Regions from separate parts of the Mus musculus genome. Here all the other regions are linked to region 1. The links are chromatin contacts, called in public HiChIP or PLAC-seq and promoter capture Hi-C maps. All regions are on one chromosome and are shown on one strand. The core of a region is the stretch at or near the end of the contact, and the rest is flanking DNA. Distances in the headings are between cores, read along the strand shown.

Region 1 (3,705 bases), core at 365-2,864:
ACCCAGCTCTGCTCTACAAGCCGGGCAGTGGTGGCTCACGCCTTTAATCCCAGCACTTGGGAGGTGGAGGCAGGTGGATTTCTGAGTTCGAGGCTAGCCTGTTCTACAGAGTGAGTTCCAGGACAGCCAGGGCTACACAGAGAAACCCTGTCTTGAAAAACAAAACAAAACAAAACAAACAAAAAGGATGGAGAGAATAGGTTCACCTTTCCCACACTGGACAGGACCCAGAAGCCCTCTGGTGACGAATGTGCAGGAAACACCTTCTTCTCTCCTGATCTGTAATTTCCTTAAAGACATTTCCTTGCTATGGACTGTGCCCCCCCCCCCACCACATCCCTTAGTGTCCATGGCGAGTACTTATATGGCTACAGTACAATAAACAGAATGAATGTACAGTACAGCCACAGAATGAATGGAAGCCTTTGCCGCTTGCACAGCAGCTGAAACTGAGTGGCTGGAAGATGGGCAACCTGCGCTTCACAGTTCACGGGCTACCGATGTTTTGCATACTCAGGCGGCGTAAGCCTTACAGAAGTCTAGCTTGATAGACCCCTCGATGTCAAACATGAAAACAAGAACCACAGTACACCACACCCATTGGAAGGCCAGTTCCTTTCCCTTCCCTTCGACTGCTCTTTGAAACAACTAACAAAAACCAACCACAACAAACCTTGCTGTCAAGGTCTCCAGTGAGTTTTGAAGAGTCACTTGGGAGTCAGAATGAATACAGAGGAAGGCCTTAGAAAACATCTTCAACTTCACTTATGCCTAATGAATATTGGGGTTCATCAGGTTCCCATGCGTCCTTCCCCGCCCCCCCCCCCCAAGCCCTTCCAATTCCACAACTGAGAGGAGGATAGAGATGCTGTGTTCTTACCGTGTCTTGCTGTCTCATTATCTTGGCCTTGTCCAGCTCAGGGCCCAGGGAGGACGGGGAAGAGGACGCAGAGGAAGAGGAGCTGCTGGAGCTGCTGGTGCTGCCACCGCCCGGGTAGGCGCTCTTCCCATTCTTCTCCTGCGTGTCCACCTTGATGAGCCTACTGATGTAGGTGCTGCAGCCCGCGCTCTTGGTCACCGCGCCACGGTGGGGCTCCTCCTCGGTGGCGGTGGCGGTGACCCGGGAGTTCTTACGGCCTTTGCCAGCAGCGGCCTGGATCAGACCCTGCAGGCTGTCCCGGGACAGCCGACTGTCCTTTGGGGGTCCGCTGCTCGCCTTGCTGGCCCCCAGCTCGGCCGCTGAGTTCTTCCGGCCCTTGCCCGGGGTGGGCGCCGCGCCGCCAGTCTCCGAGTTCTTGCGCGGCTTGCCGCCGGCGCCCCCGGGCCGGGCGCGCTCCGACGCGGTCTTCAGAGTAAGCGGGAACTCCTTGAACCATTTCGCCGCCATCAGGGGGCCCGGGAGCGTCGAGGCCGCGGAGCAGAAGAGTGAGGAGGCCCAGCTGAGACACCGTGGGGCGCCAGGGGCCGGGGGCCGCCGCATTCCCCGGGGCTGGACGCTGGAGGCCGCCGCGAGGCTCCGGGCCGCTAGACGCGCGCGCCTGGCAGGGTGGCACCCGCTCGGCCCGAAGCTAGACGGGCGCAGTGATCGGACCGCCGTGTTCTCTGCGCTCCACCGCTTGGGGCTGCCGGGCGCCGGGGCTTCCCCTGCCTTTCCTCCCGAGGTGGGCGAGGCCGAGCCCACGGAAGCCCCCGGCAGCCCTGCCCACCCTAACTGGGACGATGGCGGCCGCAGTGCCCCGGCGCCCGCCCCGCGGTGGACGCACAGGACGGAGGACGGACGCGCCCCTCCCTCGCCGGCGCCGGGGCCCCCGCGTGCGCACCGAGTCCAACACTGCCCCCATCTCTGCAGACGGGACGTGTGCGGGGATCGTGGCCAGGAGTCGCGCTCGAGAACAAGGATCGGGAGCGCCCGCGCGGCTTCCCTCGCTCTCCGGTTCCGCACGTTCGTCGGGGGCGCGTGGAACCCCAAGCTGGACGCGGCGGGCGAAGGCTCGAAGTTCGACCGGGCGGCTCTGAGGGCCGCGCAGGTATCGCTCTGGCTGCAGGACCAGAGAGGGGTCCCACCAACCCCAGGCACTGTTGGGAGAAGAGCTTGGAGGTCCCCGACCCGCGCCCTCCTGCGAAGACGCCTCAGCTACTTGATTCTCACACTACTTGATTCTCTCCTTGTCGCTCTTTCTTCAAAGCAATTTCAAAGGTTTTTGTTATTGTTGTTAAAAAGATTAAATATGAAAAACGATTACATATGAACATGAAATGAAATCTTCTCCTTTCAGACACAAAACCCGGCAGTTGTTTACAGGTCTTCACTGGTAGACCTGCGGACTTTTGAGACAGAAAATGTATCTTTTCTCTCTCTGGATAAAGGCCAAAAGCCCTAAGCCGGCTTGACCTGGTTCTCTTATGGTGCTGCTGTCCACCCCCACCTTCTCCTTCCCCTCTCTGTCTCCTCTCCTACCCACTTCTCTCCTCCCTTCTACTCCTCCAATAGCAGCCTATGGAATCCTAACTTGCCTCGGTGTATTAGAAGACGACCTCAGACTATTGCGTGATGGCAAAGGGTGTCACCACTGTGAATTTCATGTGGTGCTGTGGATGACAGCCCGGGCTTGGAGCATGTTAGACAAGCACTCTACCAACCGAATTACATCTTCAGCCCCATGCAGCTTTTGGTAGACTTCAATTACTGATCTCCATTCCTCCTATCCATCCTTCTTTTAGCTACCAAGAGTTTACAGTTTTCCTGCTCTGCCATTTTTCTCTCAAACTCTAATAAAATTGTCTTCTAACCTCAAAGTAAAAGATAAAACAATACCATTATACAACAACAGCCCTAAATGTGGTCCAGAGTCTCATGCAGCAGGTTTGAAAACCCAAGCTACAAGCTGCGGGGGTCGGATAGCACCAGCCACCATCAGCTTGTGGATGGTACTTGGTGGAAGAAATGTAAGCTCACCTTGACCGTTCAGATGCTGGAAATGCATCTTAGCTTAAATTGAGGTATAATTTAGATGCCATGAAATTCAGCTGTTTAATATGGAATTTTTAATACATTGAAGTCTCACTAGTAGTCTGATTTTAAGGCATCCACCCAAGAGGTGAGGAGATAGCTCAGTTGATAACATACTTGGCAGGTAAGCATGAGAGCCTGACTATGAACCTCTGCACCCGCAAAGAAGAGCGGTGGGAGTCATACCCTTTCTTTCAATCCCAGTGCTGGTGAAGCAGAAAAACAAAGTGCACATTGATGAGGAAGGACATTCAAGGCTGACTTCTGGCCTGCATACACTTGCAAACATGTCTACCACCACACTTGAATACTCATACACATACCCTAAAAAAAAAAAATCACCTTTCCAGAAAGAAACTTGTATTTATCAGCAGCCCCTTCTCATGCCCTCTCCATGGGCGGTGTATTATACCTGTGTTTCTCTAGTGGCTGTCTCACATCAGAGAGGCCAGGAACCTGGTAGCTGCTCAGCCTACCAGGCTGAATATCTCATCACCCCAGCCTGGCCCAGGAGGCCTGGTGGATTCCTAGAGGGCTTATGGTTTGAATCTGTGCTGGAAGCTGGGAGAAGCTGGTTTTAACACTAGCAAAGGCTGGATGGACTTGTGAACAGAGTGAAGGCATGCAGGCAAAAGGCCAGCAGCTTCCAGTAGGTGCACCCACATTTAGCACCATCAAGAGAGTTCCTCGTGGGA
Region 2 (3,705 bases), core at 809-3,308, 480 kb after region 1:
CCGGAACTGCGGTTGAGTCCACACATCCTGAAGCTGAAGGAGCCAGGGGTCCTCACTGTATCTTTTTCCCCCTTGGAAGAACAGAGTGTAGACAGGTCTGTGAGGCCATTCTGCAGAGTTGGAAGAGTGGTATGGTGGTTGGCTGCCAGAGAAGACTTGGTTTGAGTCCAGCTTCATCCCTGCCATGGTATGGCAGCTGTGTGACCCTACTCAACTGCCAGGTCTTGCTTTCTCTTCTCTGTAAGATGGTGTTAACCAATTCATTTGTTCAGTTGTTACAATGCCTGGGTTTTACTTCATTGATGCTGGTACACACACAGACACACACACACACACACACACACACCACCAAGCCTGATGACCCGAGTTCCATCCTCCTGGTAGAAGGAGAGGACTCCCCACAAGCTGTCCCCTGACTGCCACACATACCCCACGGCACACATGAACATCAGCAGGCTGGGATCCCTTGACCTGGTCCTGAAGTAGACTGAACTCGAATGGCTAGATGAAATAGGGGGGTATGTGTTCTAAGCTGAAGGAACAGTGTGTGAAAAAAAAACAAACTCAGAGATCAAAGTGGATGCCAAGGTCAAAGGGCAAGCTAAGGGAAATGCAAAGTGTGGCAGGAGCCAAGGAGGCAGAGCAAGGCTGGGAAGAAACAGACCTCTGAGCGCTCGAAGGGCAAGCCCAGCTCTGCTCTTAAGAATTCCTGGCAACTGTATGAAGAGGGTATTCGGAAAGTGAGACTGTGGAATGGCCACAAAGCTTGGGACTTGGTTCCTGCCAGGTTTGACTCAGATCTGACTTAGGAAAGTTACACCATCTTTCTGAGATTTTTTTTGGGGGGGGGTTGAGTTTTTTGTTTGTTTGTTTGTTTTTCGAGACAGGGTTTCTCTGTGTAGCCCTGGCTGTCCTGGAACTCACTCTGTAGACCAGGCTGGCCTCAAACTCAGAAATCCACCTGCCTCTGCCTCCCAAGTACTGGGATTAAAGGTGTGCACCACCACCACCCGGAGAGATTTTTTAAAAAAGACTTAATTAAAATTTGCACTTATTTAATGTGTATGGGTGTTTTGCCTATGCATATGTCTGTGTCCTCATGGGTGGCTGGTGTCCAGGGAGGCCAGAAGATCATCCAGTTCCCTGGAACTCAAGTGACAGGCAGTTGTTAGCTATGTGGGTGCTGGGATTCAAACCTGGGTCCTCTGGAAGAGCAGTCAGGGTTCTTAACCACGGAACCATCTCTCCAGCCCAGTAAGGTGTAAATTGTGCCCTCCTCCCTTCTAAGCCTAAGTACCAAATTAAGCCGCTCCACAGGTGTACAGAATTGTTGTGGGTCATCCTTGGGAGTAAGTTTGGGCACGCCAGGCTCCGCAGCCCATCATGGAGAAGAAGACTCTTTCGATTTATCTCAATATCGCCCTCGAGGGCTCTTCTTGTCTACCCCAGCTTCCTCCAATATAGCATTGTCAGGCCTTGGGACTTCATACATTAAGAGCTGCCCAGTGCCCCTGACAACCCTTTCTGCTCAGCCCACTTGGCATTAACCAATCCACCTCATCTTCCAACAGCCCCACTACCTGGTGGAGGCTCTGTATCGCCGGTGCCCTCTCCTGCACCGCTTCATGCGTCAGCGCTGTGTGGTGTGCCAGGCAATGGAGACGCCGGATTCCTACGTGTGCCCCACACCAGACTGCAAGGCCCTGTACTGCCGGTCGTGCTGGGACGACATGCAACGGCTCTGCCCGGTGTGCACGCCCCGCGAAGAGCTCTCGTCATCCGCCCACAGCGACAGCAACGACGACGCTGTGTATGGCGATTGAAGGGATGCTGCCCGCCTTCTTGCTTAATAAAGTGTGATGCACGCTCCTGCGGCTGGTGCTTCGCAGGCATCCGGGATTGGGTGAGCCGGAAGAACTGGCCCGCACAATCTCCACGAAGCCGGGCTACAGACGGGAGGCAGGATGGAGGGAAGGCGCGAGTCTTGTGGTGTCCAAACCCATCCCGGTAGCTGCCGGAAAGAGGCTGCGCTGAGCGGCAGGGGCGGAGCCTCAGACGGGGCGGGGCGGAGCCTCAGACGGGGCGGGGCGGGGCCTAGTTGCTGCGCTGCACCGAGCTGGTGTCCGGCGGGGCCGTGGCTGCTCCTCCACGCGTAGCCCCGCACCTGCTGCCCCAGTCCAGCCCGGAGCTCCGCGGCCATGCGGCTGGCGCTGCTCTGGGCTCTGGGACTCCTGGGCGCGGGCAGCCCTCGGCCCTCCCCGCCGCTGCCAAATATAGGTGAGTTCCCAGGACAGTGGGTCGAGGGGATGATTTGGAAAGAGGTACAAGGAAACCCGGAGGCAATGGGGTGTTGGGGTCTGCCGGAGCCTAACCAGAGGGCAGCCTGCGTGATCTGCGGACCAAAGCCTAGGGCCAGGTAATTTGGAGAACGAAAGGAAGAGGAGGATGGGGAGGAGGAGGAGGAGGAAGAGGAGGAGGGAGGATGGCGTCCTCTGTCCTGAAGTCCCGAGTTATCCCTGCAGACACTTTTGAGTCTCAGGCACTGAAGAGCGTGCGCGGGGGGTGGGGGTGGGGCGCTCAGATCATGGAAAGAGTCACTCCTTAGGACTGACGTCTTCGTCTCTCTAGTGCCTAGCTGACAGTTCTACTCAATGAAGTGCCCGGACTAGCTAGTGGGGTTTTAGTGAAAAGGATTATTTTCAGCCGTTCATTCCAGACCTGGGCGGCCAGCACCGCTCACTCGGGTGCGGTTGCCACCAGAAGCCTGGCGGAGCGGGAGGGGCCCGGAGGAGCCAGGGGAGGGAGCTTTCGCCAGGAAAGAGACTGGGACACCAACTCCTCCTTGGAACTTTCACTTCCCGCTGCTGTCTTGGGCTGGGGGCCGAGAGGGTAGGCGGGGGTGGAGTGTCCGGAGAGGAGAGGGCCATTGTTGGGGGGTGCTGGCGGAGGAAGCGGAGGCTGTTGGGAACGGGTGCGCCTGACTGGGCATCAAGGCTGTTTAGGGAGGTCAGAGTGTTTGCACTGCTCACCCAAAGATGGGTGTTCCCGGCAGGCATCTCTACTGTGAGGGAAAAGGAAGGGCAAGTGGGCACTAGGCCACAGACTTCTCTTAGACCTAAGAAAGGGCATTCCTGATTGGGTGGGGAGTGTGATTGGGAAGGGATGGGAACAAGGGAGGGCCCCCGTGAAAATCTTGGGATTGGCCAAAGGGAAGGCAAGGAGGAGCTGCAAGCTGGATACTCTGAACTTTGGGGACTTATGGGTGAAATCCGTAAGTTGGGGAAAAAAAAACCCCTCCTTCCCATATCCTCCTTTAAATCCTGGCACACACTGCAGGACCGCTTAAGTCACTGATATAGCCTTCTGTGCTGAGGGTCGGTGGGTCTGAGGACACTAGTGATTCCAGCCTTGCTAGGGATTTCCTCAGCAATCTCTTAGGATGTTCTGGGACCCTGCAGGAGGCACTGAGGAAGAGCAGCAAGCCAGCCCAGAGAGGACGCTGAGTGGATCCATGGAGAGCCGGGTTGTTCAGGACAGCCCCCCAATGAGCCTAGCAGACGTGCTTCAGGTGAGGGACAGCCTGCTAATAAGATTTTCTCTTTCCTCGCACTCCACAGTATTAATCATCTTGAGGGTAACAGGTCCATCCGGGTCCTGCTCCTTTCCTTCAAGCCCCCGGCTACACTCAGCTCCATCCCCTCTGCA
Region 3 (3,705 bases), core at 644-3,143, 350 kb after region 1:
AAAGATTAGTTTGTCACATCCTTTTAAATAGCACAACATATCACTTTCTGAGGTCATTTTCCCGCCTCTCTTCTGAGGTTGCCACAGCTGCGTGACGTGTGTGAGTATCGCTGAGTTAGTAGAGCGTGCTCCACAGCTGCTCACAATGGCTGGAAGATCTCTTCACTGTGTGGTCACTGCTTAGAACTTAGGTCTGTGCACGTGTGGGTCTGGATGATGATGATGCAGAAGCTTGGTTCTGCTTCTTCCCGGTGGCTGCCAGGTCAAAAGGAGACACTGTACTCTAGAGCCGGGAAGAGTTCCAGCCTTAAATATGATAAGACTGAAAAAGCCCATGAAATACAATTTCAAAACATTGGCTCCAGGCAGACATTTTGCTCCACTTTTCTTATTGTAATCAGTGTTTTGCCTTTTTTTTTTTTTTTAAGAGATAAAGTGAGGTCTTTGAGCATAGAGGCTGGTAACAGAATGCCTTAGACATTTCGTCTATAAACTAGAGATAATAAATAAAATATAAATAAATAATAAAAATTATATGCCAGGCATGGTGGCGCACGCCTTTAATCCCAGCACTCGGGAGGCAGAGGCAGGTGGATTTCTGAGTTCCAGGACAGCCAGGGTTACACAGAGAAACCCTGTCTCGAAAAACCAAAAAAAAAAAAAAAAAAAAAAAAAAAAAGAGAAAAAGAGAAAAAAATTCTAAACAAAAGTTTATAAACTTAGTTTACAAACTAGAAAACCTGACGGCTCATGATTCTAAAGGCTGAGCACCCACGGGGAGGGCTTACTTCATCCCCCTGCCTCTGCCCCTAAGGGTTGGCGTTAAAGACATTACACCACCGTGCCAGCTCCCGTTCCTTTCTTAATTACATTTATTTTTCCATCTTGTGTGTTTTCGTGTTGGGCATCAGAGCACGCCTTGCTGGAGCCGGTTGTCTCTTTCCTCATCCTGGCTCAGGCTCAAGCTTTTGTGTCAAGCCTTGTTACCTCTGAGCCCTGTCCTGCTGTCTCCTAGATGACTAATACCAACACAGCACAAATTAAGTGAACATTTTTTTAACCAGATGTTTGCTAAAATAAAGACAAAAAAAATAGTTCTTATTGAAAAGTATAGAATTTGTTGGTGATATTTGTCTTTATTGCTTATCCGTCATTCCTGGTCCATTAAAGAACCCCCAGAATATGTACTAATAATATGTAATAATATAACTAATAATAATATCAGTTTCGATATGATGGCAACTTGATGCTATCAGCTTGCTAATTTCATCTTTTCTTTTCTTCTCTTTTCTTCTCTTCTCTTCTCTTCCCTTCCCTTCCCTTCCCTTCCCTTCCCTTCCCTTCCCTTCCCTTCCCTTCCCTTTTCTTTTCTTTTCTTTTCTTTTCTTTTCTTTTCTTTTCTTTTCTTTTCTTTTCTTTTCTTTTTCAAGACAGGGTTTCTCTGTGTTGCCCTGGCTGTCCTGGAACTCACTCTGTAGACCAGGCTGAACTCAGAAATCTGCTGCCTGCCTCTGCTTCCCAAGTGTTGGGCATGCACCGCCATTGCGCGACACTAACCTTGTCATTATAAAAGCGTCTTTACCAAGGTCAGAACTTGTTCTATTTAACTGCAGCTTATTTATAGCTTTAAGATGTGCAGAAGTCTAGCACGCAAAATCTTCAAAAGTGTGAGGCAGGTGCCCCCAAAACAGCTCAGAGGCTCTCGAGTCTCTGTCAGCTGCTAGAGATAGAGATGAACACTGCAGCCTCCAGAACCATCTCCCCTCAAGGAGCCAGGACCCTAGAGAAGCGGATTCCTGATCTGGCTCTCTTTTTTCCCCACGATGGTGGGCTCTGCTGGAGAAACCCGGCCCTGCCAACAGAGGGCGGTCTTGCTCCACGGCCCCAAGCACAGCAAGTCTATACACCGCGCCGACCGACCATAGCCAGGAACAGCGTGAACCAAACGCTACACCAGCACTGCCCCAACTTCACGCTGCCCAACGGTCCAGAGAAACCCGGGTGGGGTGGCTAAGTCCAGGTGGCTCTGGCATGAGCGACTCTCGCAGATGAGGTGTGGGCTGGCCTTATGGGTCCTGCCAAAAGTCAGTTTTAGCCTCTATGCCCCGCAAACGAATGACCCACAAGAACACTCAGTACCACAAATATAAACAGCCGTCTGCAACTTGGAGTCCTCGAAATTTGAAAATTCCAGAAATAACTCTCCTTCACACAACTCCCCGAAGTGACACAGTCTCAGAGACTGAACCGTCTCAACCTTACACTAGAGTGATGTCACCAACACACGTCTGCATCAAAATCGGGGCACTCAAAGAGCTGGGACTGCACATTCCCAAGCAGAGAGGGTGACTGCTCTGTGTTCCTGAAGCAAAGGGACTGCCTGAAGTGGAAGGGAACTAAGCACAACACCTGTCTGTGTGTCTGTCTGTCTGGGTGGGTACAGAGGTATTCATTTTGTGTGATACAAACTCCCATGTAGCTCAGGCCATGGGAGGCCAAAACTGCTAAATTTATTTTTAAAGAAATTTGTTTAAAAAGTATGTATGGGTGTGTCTGTGCCTGCATGCTTGTACAAGTTCAGGTGCCACAGAGGCCAGAGTCATCAGAGTCCCTGGAGCTGGACATACAGATGCTGCACGCCACCTGATGGGTGCTAGGAACCAAACTCTGTCCCTCTAGAAGATCAGTAAGTGCTCTTAACCATGGGACCATCCATCTCTCCAACCCCAGAGGCCACAACTGCTAAATTTAAAAAGTTCTTTCCATTTCAAATGTTCTCTTGCATTTATCATTAACTATCACTATTATTGCTATTATTAACTATTAGTGGGGGGCTGAGGGGAGAGAGGAATGGAAGGAGGAGAGTGGAATACACAGGCGTGAGTGAAGGCCAGAGGACAACTTTGGGAGTCAGTTCTCTTCAACTCCATTGCTGAGGCTTGACCCCACCCCCACCCCCTTCTGATGTGAATACTCGGGCCACATGAAGTACTCCAGGCTACAAGATCCAGGTAATTCTCCTGTCTCAAGTACAGACAGCTTTTTAAATTTTATTTTTAATCTACTTGTTGTTGTTGTTGTTGTTGTTGTTGTTTGTTTTTTGTTTTTTGAGACAGGGTTTCTCTGTATAGCCCTGGCTGTCCTGGAACTCACTTTGTAGACCAGGCTGGCCTCGAACTCAGAAATCTGCCTGCCTCTGGCTCCCGAGTGCTGGGATTAAAGACGTGCACCACCACATCCGGCATTACTATCTTTTTTTAATTAATTAATTAATTTCATGTATGCAAGTACACTGTTACTCTTTTCAGACACACCAGAAGAGGACGTCTGATTCCATTACAGATGGTCGTGAGCTACCATGTGGTTGCTGGGAATTGAACTCAGGACCTCTGGAAGAGCAGTCAGTGCTCTTAACCGCTGAGCCATCTCTCCAGCCCCTTTTAATCTATTTTCATTATTATCATTGTGAGCATGTGGTTTGTATGTGTGTGTGTGTGTCTGTCTGTCTGTCTCTAGGTGAGTGTGTGCATACATTTGTGCCTAGGGAGACCAGAAGAAGGTGTCAGATCCCTTAAAGCAGGAGTTACATGCATTTGTGAATCTTATAACTTGAGGGCCGGAATCCAAACTTCAGTCTTATGATAAAGCAGCAAGTGTTCTTAAGCACAGAGTAGTCTTTTCAGCCTCTAGCCCCCAACTTTTTAA
Region 4 (3,705 bases), core at 552-3,051, 310 kb after region 1:
TATATTTTTAACCCGGTGCCCTTGGGAGAGACTCGGGAACATCTCCATTTTACCCTGGAGTCTCTCTGGGAAGAGAAGGGAAATAGAAACTTGGGAAGGGGGGGGGGAGCTGGGGAACGGTACAGGATCCCCACCCCCACCCAGACATTTATTTCTTTTTTATGGGGGGGGGGGAATGGAGTGGAGCAGGGAGGGGAGGCGAGGAGGGAAGTAGCAGGAACTGGCAAACACATCAAGGCAGAGTGTAATTAATTGGTGCGTTAAGCTGCTGGGTTATGCTTTAGTACGCGTGAGCCCGGAGGAAAAGAGCGATTTCTCAGAAGGGATTCTTTAATCCTCCCAAACACAGAGTCTGCACATTAGACACAGTGTGTGGGGATGTCCCCACAAAGGGAAGCAAGAAAGGAATTCTCACAGGACCATGGAAGAAAAACATGGGAAGTTAGGAAATCTCTCAAAATCAATCTCTCTCTCTCTCTCTCTCTCTCTCTCTCTCTCTCTCTCTCTCTCGTCTACATACTCCTTTTGTTGAATGTATAAAGAGAAACCACAGTCCCTACCTTTGAGTACAAACCCCAAGACAGTTCGGTCTCTATCACCATAACAACAATTCCAAACATCCCAAAAATCAGAGCATAGTCACTCAGTCGCTTTCTCTTTTCAAACAGGGCCCTCCTGTGTCCCAGCTTATAGCCAATGTTTTGGTTTTTCCGCTTGTTGGCTTTGGGGAAGGTGGTGCTGCCGGCCGTGGTGCCGGCATGCTGGTGGTTGTGGGTAGCGTTGGGGTGATGGAGCAGAGTCTGGTGGGCATGGTTATCCTCCCTGGAGGAGATGATAATCTCTGGGGGGTTGCTGGGACTGAAGAGCTGGAGGGGTTGGCCCTCAGGCTCAGCCTCGATAAGGTTTCTCCGAGAGGCGCTGAGGCGGCTGAGGGGCTTCATGACCCCACCGCTGTATTTGCAGGAGCTCATAGCTATCTCCGTGAAGGGATTGCTGTCCCGCCGGTGCACCAGGGGGCTGGCCTGCCGGTGCCGGCTGCCTCCACCGGGCCCACTTGTGGCTGTGGAACTTGGAGAGTGGCCAAGCAAGTGGTCATTGAGATTTAGCTGGCTGCCTTGCCTGGAGGAAGGGTGGAGGATGGCGGTAGAGTTGGCTGAAGTGGGGGCCCTGAACGCCGTGGGAGAAGAGTGCAACAGACCAGGATGGACAAGCTGGCTCTGGAGTTGGGCAAGCTGAGGCAGGGGGTGCAGTGGAGCCTGCTGCTGCTGCTGCTGCGACTGCTGCTGCTGCTGCTGCTGCGACTGTTGCTGCTGAGGCTGCGGAGGCTGAGGCTGCAGCAAGGGTCCCGGAGGCTGCTGGGGGACTGCTGGTGGCGCTGGCGGTGGTGGCGGTTGCTGCTGCTGCTGTTGCTCGTCCCCAGAAGATGGACAGGGACACTTGGGGTCTTCATCCAGGTCCCCCACCCCCGAGTCATGGAAGTGCCCAGAAGTGTCCATCTTGGGGCCTGGCTGAGTTCCCTGCAGCACGACCCTCCACCCCAAAGCCACCCTCGTTCCAAAGATGACCTCAAAGAAAGCCAGGCATCCAAGATTCCCCACCAGAAGTGTCTTGGCTCCAGTCCTCTCTCTTTGGTTTGCTTCAGTTCTCTGGGGCTGCCACTCGAGTATGCATTGTATTGGGCGGGTAGAAAAGCCAGGAGAGGAGCCGGGGGAAGGAGGAAGGGGCGAAAAGAACTCTATTCTGAAGGCGGTCCTCTAGGAGTGTATGAAGCAGACTCAGCTTCACTCCTCGCTGGCTCAATAGCTTCGCTCTCCTCCTCCTGACACTGTTATATGGCAAGCCAAGCCCACTTATTAGCCAGCGGTTTCATTGGCTTGGCTTAACTCTCCAACCCCTCCAAACTCCGCCTCCCTCTCAGGCTCCGCCTCCAAGAAGGGGCCTGCCATCCTTCGCTCCTCGCCGGGTGGCAGCGCAACGAGGGCTGGGAACTGTAGTTTTTGCTCCAAGACCACTACCACTCCAACCCCTCCACACTCCACCCGCAAGCTGAGCACCTGCCTTCTTTCCTCTGAAAGGTACGGTCAGGATACTGATGCCCACAGCAATCCCGGCTGAATGTTGGCGCTGGGGCGATGAAAGGAAGGGATCGAGAGCACCCTAAAGGGGAAGCTGTCACCATGCTGGGGAAACCGGGACCGGAGGACAAACGTTGATTAATAGCCAGTATCTGTACAGGTTGTTTTACACATTGGATTCCAGGTACATCTTCCAAAAGCCCAAGGGGATAGGGACTGTGCTCATATTTTACAAAGAAAATTAACACCGGGAGGCATTGAGCATAAACTGACAGAAGCAGAAGGGACCCACTCCTGACAGGGAGAAGCTCACCTACCTACCACTGTCAGAGCACCTGCGCTGTGTACAGGAGCCTCTGTTATTTCCAATCCTCACATCAACCCTATGAAGTGACGTCATCATCCTAAAAAAAGAAATAAAAGAAGGAAAAAGGAAAGAAAAGAAGCCCACTCACACGCAGATAAGAAATATGGCTCTTGTCACCCAGCTTGTAATTAAAGGCACTAGGATTTGAGCAGAGATCAGCCTGAGTCCACCACTCTTCTTCCGCTGCCTAGATGCTCCCCCCCCCCCATGATGATCAACACACAGTGGCTGTTCAATAAATAGTATCCACATGATGGATGGGAAAGGGCCAAAGAGAATCTGTCAAGGAAGAGCCAACTTCCCCAAAGCAGGATGTTTTAGTAACCTGGATCCAGCCTCTTCCAGAACAGCTGGGTCTGGAGTCACCTCAGGGTCGATGAGGACGACTGGAAATCCCAGTGGCTCCATGTCTGATCTGCCCCATGGGTCTCTGAGAGTCAGAGCTGGAAACAGCTGCTGGCTTCCCTGGTTCAGACTCCTCCTCATAAAGTATTTATTAGACTCCCACTGTGTGCAGAAGACTCTCCAAGGGGACAAGACCAGAGATGAATTTATTTCCATTTTTAATTGGGACAGCCTTAGCAATTGGGGGGGGGAGTGCTATGAATTCCTCTAGGCACACCTGGGCTCTAAGAGGGAGCATCTTCCTATCCACTTCCCAGCTCCCCACCATCCTCAGGCCTCTGTCTAGTGTCTCCCCTAGATAAGTGTGGAAGTACACATATCCAGATGCATGTGTGTGGTCACACCCGTGTACAGGTATGAGCACACACTTGCTCACACACACCCATCATGCTTCCAGAGCTTTCCCCCTGAATAGCAAGCATCAAATCGCCATGCCAGGGAGCATGGTAGAGTTCCCACCAATGAGCTGAGTGCCCTCTGCATACCAGTCCTCGCCTCTGCAAGCTGCTATGAAGACTGAGAGTAAACTGCTTGCACCATAAACCACACCCTCAGCTACCTGATAATGACAATCAATCTTGCACAAGATTGCTATCAATGATGATGGAGCAATGTGTACATACACACACACACACATGCACTCATGTGCACACGCCCTGGTACAAGCCTAGTGTCTCAGGCACATTTCCATCATCAGACAGGCCCCCAAGTCCCTACCTTACTTTCCAACATGGTCAGCCTGCCCAGTCCCTCTTCTCACCTGCCTCCTTCATTTCCCTCCCTCTTCAATCCGCAGAGTCAACAGTCTGACTCAAGGCTCCAGATCACATGATTAGGTTTTATGATCGAAAATAAATT

Evidence for each region. Promoter capture Hi-C pulls out the DNA fragments that hold promoters and counts their contacts. HiChIP or PLAC-seq counts read pairs in DNA pulled down with a chosen protein or histone mark.
Region 2: a promoter capture Hi-C map of hippocampal neurons shows a contact between it and region 1, with 5 times the contacts expected there. The contact joins the promoter of Adam15 here to the promoter of She in region 1. A contact is called at or near these places in 6 of 39 promoter capture datasets (cranial neural crest, frontonasal cranial neural crest, hippocampal neurons and 3 more), 1 of 484 Hi-C or Micro-C datasets (myocytes), 8 of 115 datasets of contacts at active chromatin or transcription factors (craniofacial prominence, embryonic basal ganglia, embryonic forebrain and 5 more) and 1 of 9 other capture datasets (liver).
Region 3: a contact with region 1 is called in a promoter capture Hi-C map of trophoblast stem cells, with 4 times the contacts expected there. The contact joins the enhancer-like site here to the promoter of She in region 1. A contact is called at or near these places in 18 of 39 promoter capture datasets (the 3T3-L1 cell line, the C10 cell line, the HPC-7 cell line and 12 more), 2 of 115 datasets of contacts at active chromatin or transcription factors (craniofacial prominence and stem cell-derived neural progenitor cells) and 1 of 9 other capture datasets (liver).
Region 4: a contact with region 1 is called in an H3K4me3 HiChIP or PLAC-seq map of embryonic stem cells, with 6 times the contacts expected there. The contact joins the promoter of Kcnn3 here to the promoter of She in region 1. A contact is called at or near these places in 17 of 39 promoter capture datasets (the 3T3-L1 cell line, the C10 cell line, the HPC-7 cell line and 12 more), 12 of 484 Hi-C or Micro-C datasets (the CH12 cell line, the P5424 cell line, cerebellar granule neurons and 5 more), 6 of 115 datasets of contacts at active chromatin or transcription factors (astrocytes, embryonic midbrain, embryonic stem cells and 1 more) and 1 of 9 other capture datasets (adipose tissue).

What each region holds. Positions count from the first base shown.
Region 1 is chr3:89,829,279-89,832,983 of GRCm38.p6, reverse strand. She (src homology 2 domain-containing transforming protein E) reads right to left here and starts at 1,614. Exons shown (of 6, transcript NM_172530.3): 1 at 881-1,614. The coding sequence starts at 1,480.
Region 2 is chr3:89,348,381-89,352,085 of GRCm38.p6, reverse strand. Adam15 (a disintegrin and metallopeptidase domain 15 (metargidin)) reads left to right here and starts at 2,058. Exons shown (of 23, transcript NM_001037722.3): 1 at 2,058-2,277; 2 at 3,459-3,568. The coding sequence starts at 2,199. It overlaps Dcst1 (DC-STAMP domain containing 1), which reads left to right. Exons shown (of 16, transcript NM_029974.2): 16 at 1,572-1,867. The coding sequence ends at 1,823. It also overlaps a transcript of Dcst2 not described here.
Region 3 is chr3:89,483,524-89,487,228 of GRCm38.p6, reverse strand. No RefSeq gene overlaps it. Among named protein-coding and RNA genes, the nearest start is that of Pmvk, 26 kb to the right of the region's middle. Within about 2 kb of position 1,893, at least 29 of the 459 cell types and tissues checked have an H3K27ac peak or open chromatin away from gene starts, as enhancers often do. A contact at or near this core is called in trophoblast stem cells, where this site is marked.
Region 4 is chr3:89,518,260-89,521,964 of GRCm38.p6, reverse strand. Kcnn3 (potassium intermediate/small conductance calcium-activated channel, subfamily N, member 3) reads right to left here and starts at 1,801. Exons shown (of 8, transcript NM_080466.2): 1 at 561-1,801. The coding sequence starts at 1,496.